Regions from separate parts of the Sus scrofa genome. Here region 2 is linked to region 1. Evidence: chromatin contacts called from public HiChIP or PLAC-seq data. All regions are on one chromosome and are shown on one strand. The core of a region is the stretch at or near the end of the contact, and the rest is flanking DNA. Distances in the headings are between cores, read along the strand shown.

Region 1 (3,233 bases), core at 505-3,004:
AGGTGAGCAGAAGCTGGCCCTTAAAAGACTATCATCTAGGGAGGGACACAAATGCTTCATCTGTTTATTATGACGATGTGGAAGTCCAAAGGAGGTGGGCACATCTCAGCTGGAGGAGAGAGGGATGGTCTCCTGGAGAAAGTAATGCCTGAGGCTGATTGCCCAAGAGTGAAAAAACTTTAGCCAAGTCTAGTAGAGTAGAAAAGGCATTCCAGGCAGCAATAAGAACAAAGCCAAAGACTCAGAAATACCAAAGACCACAGTATATATGTGAGAACCAGAGCTGAAAGGGTAAGCTGGTAAGTGGTAGGAGATGACTCTAGAAAGGTAGGCAAGTCCAGGTCATGAAGAGCCTTGCTGCCAAATCAAGATGCATGAGTTTCCTTAGGGCTGCCATAGTGAATGAACCGCAAACATGTTGGCTAAAAACAACAGCAGCTTCTTCTCTGACAATTCCAGAGGGTAGAAATCTAAAAACAAACAGCCAACCCTGTCAACAGGGTTGTTTCTTGGGGAGAACAGGGAGAATCTGTCCCAGTCCCCTGCCTAGTTTCTGGTGGTTGCACACCACCCCCACCTCTGCCTCCATCTTCACTTGATGTTCCCTGGGTCCACGGTTCCCTCTTCTTATAAGGACCCCAGTCATTGGATTAGGATGAGCCCTCATTTTAAGATGATTACCTCTGCAAAGACCCTTTTCCAAGTAAGGTCCCATTCACAAGCACGAGGGGACAGGACTTGAACACATCTCTGGAGGGAACAAAACTCAAGCCACAACACACAACTGCATCACCATGGCAGGGATGGTGAGTTTTATTTAGGCTTTAGCGGGAAGAGGAGATAGGTCTCTTCCTCTGGTCCTGTTGCTTTGGTCACTGGGAAGCTTGGGATCAGATACATCTCATGTGCACACATGGGCCTTCTGGAGGGAGCACATGTACAGGAACTACCATTTCTACTTCGTTTATGAGTATTATTTCTGCCGGCCTCTCATTTTCTTCCTATCCTTAGGTATCAGTTGGAGTCCAGACTAACAGGAAACATATGGTGCTCTGAAATTAGTGTAATTCAAGCAGGCTTTATTTACAGGAGGGCTACTTACAGAGGTGAGGGCTGGAGGTAGGGGAGGTACACAGGGACCACAGGCCAGTTTCTCGTCCCAAGGGAAAGAACAGTTCCCCTGTCTAGAAACAGAGATTCTGGTTGAGAAGGTCACCTTGAAAGGATCCATGTCCTCCACAGAAGGACCCCAATGCAAATTCATGACAGCACCCCCTCTCCTCTCATCTCCTGTTGGTCATGCCCAGGGCCACACCCATGGCCACAGCCACAGAGGCTCTAGATGTAGGCTACACAGGTCAGTGCCCCAGAGCACAGAGCAGGACGGAGAAGGGTGGAGAGTGGATCGGGAGGGACAAACAGAGGACCCCCAGAAAACCTTGTTTTTCCTTCTTCTGACTTCCTCATTTATTTTTCATTCTTTTATTTCTCATACTCTATATGTTTGGGTCAGCTACCTCAAACCCTTCCATTTAGGGGGAATAAAGGATAGATAGATAGATAGATAGATAGATAGATAGATAGATAGATAGATAGATAGAGAAATAAAAGATAAATATAAAACGTAGAGATAGAACTTCCTGCCCTGTCACCCAGATGCTCTGTCCCCCGGAGTTTGCACGCTGCCGTGCAGCCTGCAGTTGATTCACCCTGAGTGGTCACAGAGCCCTTTGCGAACATTCTTCTGGCCGCTCAACCAGTTACATAAACTCCCGGCAGGCTCCCTATTGCCAGAGCTTTCCAAGGACATACTTGAGACAAGAGTCATCCTGGCATGGAGTGCTTCTGACAGATGTTGTGGACTGCCATGCGCGAGAGGCCCCGATGGGGTCCTGGCAGGGGCGGAGGGAGCCCTGGGAGGGTACACGTGCTCCTCGTCTCACATGGAGAACACATCAAATGATTCTGGTCACATGCTGGGAAGATCGTCTTTCCTCCCCAAGCCCCAGCTCACTGCAGGAGTATTTAGACACAGAGTATTTAGGCGCAGATGTCAGAGCTGGAGGAGACCCTTGAGGCCAACGCATGCAAGCCCTTGGTCACACAGAGATGCAGACTAAGGACCGGGGAGGGCAAGCTAACAGGGCATCGTGGCTAGGGGCTGCTGAGTGCCCACGCTCTCCCAGCCATGCCCAGTGTGCTAGGTTCATTCATTCAAACCACAACTCATCAAAGATCTGCTGTGTACCTGCTACATGCAGGCACCAGGCCAAAAAGTGGAGATCCGTATGGGGACAAGGCCAGTGTTACCCTGTCACTGTGGAGGCTACAGAGTAATAAGCTTTATATCACTATCACTACAACCCTGTAAGGTGAAGGCAGGTCTTGGAGACTAAGTGAATCTGCCCAATACTGCCCCCTTTGAAGAACTGGAAAACTAAAAACAAGAAGGTCACATCAGAGTTTCTGTTGTGGCGCAGCAGAAACGAACTTGACTAGTATCCATGAGGATGTGGGTTTGATCCCTGGCTTTGCTCAGTGGGTTAAGGATCCAGCATTGCTGGGAGCTGCAGTGTGGGTCACAGACACTGTGGCATAGGCTGGCAGCTCCAGCTCTGATTCGACCCCTCGCCTGGGAACTTCCATATGCCGCAGGTACGGCCCTAAAAAAAAGTCATCATGTGCAAGTAAAATGTTCATCTTTCATGGAGCATCACATAGACGTGGAGAAGGAGGGAGAAAAGGCTTCCAGACCTGGAGGCCTGGCTCGTAACCCAGCTGAAGATACCAATGTTTCTAAAGGAGAAGACTTTGTCTGCAGGATTTGGGTCAGGCGTGGAGGCCAGGAAAATGGATAACAGAGGCTTCTGTTTAGAAAAAGGTCAGCAGGTGCTGCCTCGGCTCTCTTGTGGGCTTTCTCCCTGATTTCATTGACTAAAACAGGAAGAAAAGCTTGTTGCCTCAACCTCAGGGAAAATGGATTTTCTCTTCAAATCAGTTCTGTGGCAGCCAATTGACTCTAAGAATCAAAGGAGTTCAGACTCAGCACTGAGCCAACCCAAGGCTGTGAGTTGAAAGGGCTTGTGCCTTCAACAATGGAGTTCTAATAGAAAAAGACTTGATGTCAAAAAAAGAGACTTTATGTCAAAAAAACAAACAAACAAAAAAAAAAAAACCTAGTTCAAGCCCTGGCTCCACCCCCTAAAAGCTCTGTAACTCTGAGCAAGCCACTT
Region 2 (3,079 bases), core at 566-3,065, 76 kb after region 1:
GATAAAAAAAAAAAAAAAAAAAGTCTTTGGGCTATGCTTACTCATCTGTAGCATGCAGTGTTCTGCCCCTTTCTTTTTCCACTTACCAATATTGCCAGGCAATCCTTCCCTATCAGTATATAAATATCTTCCTTGTCTTTGTGCTGGCTGGATAACAGTCCATCATCTGAAAGTGCCCTAACTTTGAAAGACCTATACAGACCCCAAGCTCTTAAACAATGACAACTGCAGGGAGGAGCTGAGAAGCCAGACTACACATCCCCACACCCAGGGTCACCAAGCATTTCAGATCAGCTGGACCTTTAGAGATCCCTACACAAAGACTTTCACTCTCATTGAAGACTAACTGAAGCAGTGCATGAAAGGCACTTTGTGTTTGGCACACAGTAAATGCCTGGTTATACTTTATTTATACTAATAGTAACAGGTGACAATATGGACCAGGATGTTGGGATACTAGAGAGAAGCGGAAGTCAGGGAAGCAATCTGCCCTCTTCCCCAACACGTGTGGAGGGATGGAAAGAGCAGAAAGACCTATGTTCAAAACCCAGCTCCACCACTCACTGTGTATTAGCAGAGATGGCCAGATAGGCATTGGCAGAACACCTCCCCTCTCTGAGTTTGGGATGGGCAAATGGCCACCTGGCTTGTGGCTACATTTCCCAGGCTCCTTTGTAGCCTGGTGTGGCTATATTCTCGCCAAGACATTGTAAATGGAAACTTCCCACCCTTCACTTTCTCACTTTCCCATGGACTGGAACACATACGTGGTGGTGGCCAAGCAGCTTCAACCAAGTGGACAAGACAACACTCTAATGACAAAACGAAAAGGAACACAGGTAGCTCACAGGGCAGAGTTATGTGTGGTCCCATTATACAGATGAAGAAACCGAGGTTCAAGGCGAACAGAGTATCTAATGACAAAACGAGAAGGAACACAGGTAGCTCACAGGGCAGAGTTATGTGTGGCCGCTCCACGCACGTGCCTCTAAACTGTTACATGAGAGAGCAGCCCACTTGGATCTGGTTTTAGCGATGGTATTTTGAGGTCTCTGTTAGAGCATCTTAACTCTTACCCTATCTTATACACAGTGTGACCTTGAACAAATTACCTGACATTCCTAAGCCTCAGTTTCTACATCTTCAAATCCTTCATAAAGATTAAAGAGGAAGGAGTTCCTGTCGTGGCTCAGCAGTATGAAATCCGAATAGCAACCATGAGGATGCAGGATTGATCCCTGGCCTCACTCAGTGGGTTAAGAATTCAGTACTGCCATGAGCTGTGGTGTAGGTCACAGAAGAGGCTCGGATCTAGCATTGCTGTGGCTATGGTGTAGGCTGGCAGCTGGAGCTCCAATTCGACCCCTAGCTTGGGAACGTCCATATGCCACAGGTGCAGCCATAAAAAGACAAAAAAAAAAAAAAAAAGGAAACAAACAGAACACCTAGTACAATGTCTGGCACATGATAAAAGCTCAACAAATGGGCCTCTGGGCCTGTTTCCCCATCTGTAAAATGGGTGTATTAATCAATCCTTCCTTTGTGAAATCCAAATGACATAGCTATAAAGATGATATGCAAACTGTGAAGCCCTGTACAAAAGTTAGCATTGCTTTAGGATGCTCTGGAAGCCTTGTTTGTGCTGCATAAATGCTTCACCAACATCCATAAAGACAGTGAGCCAAGCACATTGTGCCCCTGGGGACAAAGAGAGGTCAACTTGCATCTCCTGATGATGTTTCCAGCCTGTGAAATCCCAGCAGTTTGCACGCCTGAGCCCTGGACCATCTGACCTTCCTCCAAGCCAATGCCAAATGGTAGATGTCAGCAGCTTCATGGCCCTCTGCAAACCACTGCTGGCAACAGCAACCCTACATGGGATAGCATTTCAGAGTTTACAAGAGTCGTTCCACAGCCGCAGATTCTCTGGAGCACCTTGGAACCCAACAAGACAGGCAGGACAATTTGCATCAGAGGTAACTGGGGTGCTGAGGTTCTAAGATGGACCACAACTTGCCCAAGGACTTAGAATTCATGTGTGGGATCCACCCTACATAACCCATATCTCAGGCCTGCATCTGAGTCTAAAGTTCTTTCCATTTCCCTGTTATACGCCACCTACAAAAGAGGAAAACATGCTCATATGGGGCCTAAGTCACAAAGCATAACCGTGAAACCTACTCATTTATTCAACAAACACAGAGGATCTGGAGAGGCCCTGCAGAGACCACTGGGTCAGGGACCCAGTCTGCTGGACCGGAGGACTACACGGTGAGGGTCTACCGTGCCCAGCACTTCACCCAGGCCATCTCTAATTCTTACAACGAAGAAAAGTCCACAATTTTATGACAGGCAATGGAGGTTCAGAGACACTGAGTGATTTGTTTGAAGTCACTCAGCCACTAAGTGCTAGGCCACTAAAGGCTTTCTTCTCAAGAGTGCAAAGGACTTCCCAAAATGTCTTCAGTGTAGAATTTCCAAGAGAGAATTATGGGTGCCACAGCACCTACTGGGTGCTGACACACGACATCAAGTGACCAAATATCAATGATTTTCTCTTTTTCATTTCCAGCTTGATAATTTTATACAATCATAGAATGTCAGAGGGAAAAAAAAAAAAAGATAATCTAGTCAAACCTCCCCATCATACAGGTGAGGGAGCTGCGGACCAGAAACCATGTCTTGTCCAAGGCCACACAGCAACTTCTATCAGAACTGGAATTCAAGCCATGCATGTCTGAACTTCAAGTCTCAGTTATTTCCGTGTTCTGGATGCCCAGCCCGGGGCTTGGCACTTACTTTCATGTTCTTTCTGGATGCCCGGCCTGGGGCTTGGCACTTACTTTCATGTTCTTTCTCATCCAGAAGTATCACCAACTTTGAGGCAGGGACTAGTTGTAGTTCATCTTCATGTCTCCAGCGCATGGCATGCAGAATAATGCCCTCAATAAGTGTGTGGTAACTGACTGGTATGAAACAACAATAACTATCCCCATTATACAGACGAAGAAGCTGAGGTTCAAGGCAAACAGAATAGCTGTCCAAGGTTACATAACTCACAAGTGGCTGTGGGCGGGAG

The links. HiChIP or PLAC-seq counts read pairs in DNA pulled down with a chosen protein or histone mark.
Region 2: a contact with region 1 is called in an H3K27ac HiChIP or PLAC-seq map of skeletal muscle. The contact joins two enhancer-like sites. A contact is called at or near these places in 3 of 47 Hi-C or Micro-C datasets (psoas muscle and skeletal muscle) and 1 of 2 datasets of contacts at active chromatin or transcription factors (skeletal muscle).

Annotation. Positions count from the first base shown.
Region 1 is chr6:157,016,292-157,019,524 of Sscrofa11.1, forward strand. No RefSeq gene overlaps it. Among named protein-coding and RNA genes, the nearest start is that of USP24, 200 kb to the right of the region's middle. Within about 2 kb of position 1,755, at least 25 of the 83 cell types and tissues checked have an H3K27ac peak or open chromatin away from gene starts, as enhancers often do. A contact at or near this core is called in skeletal muscle, where this site is marked.
Region 2 is chr6:157,092,191-157,095,269 of Sscrofa11.1, forward strand. All of the region lies in intron 2 of LOC110261421 (a long non-coding RNA gene), which reads right to left. Among named protein-coding and RNA genes, the nearest start is that of USP24, 130 kb to the right of the region's middle. Within about 2 kb of position 1,816, at least 3 of the 83 cell types and tissues checked have an H3K27ac peak or open chromatin away from gene starts, as enhancers often do. A contact at or near this core is called in skeletal muscle, where this site is marked.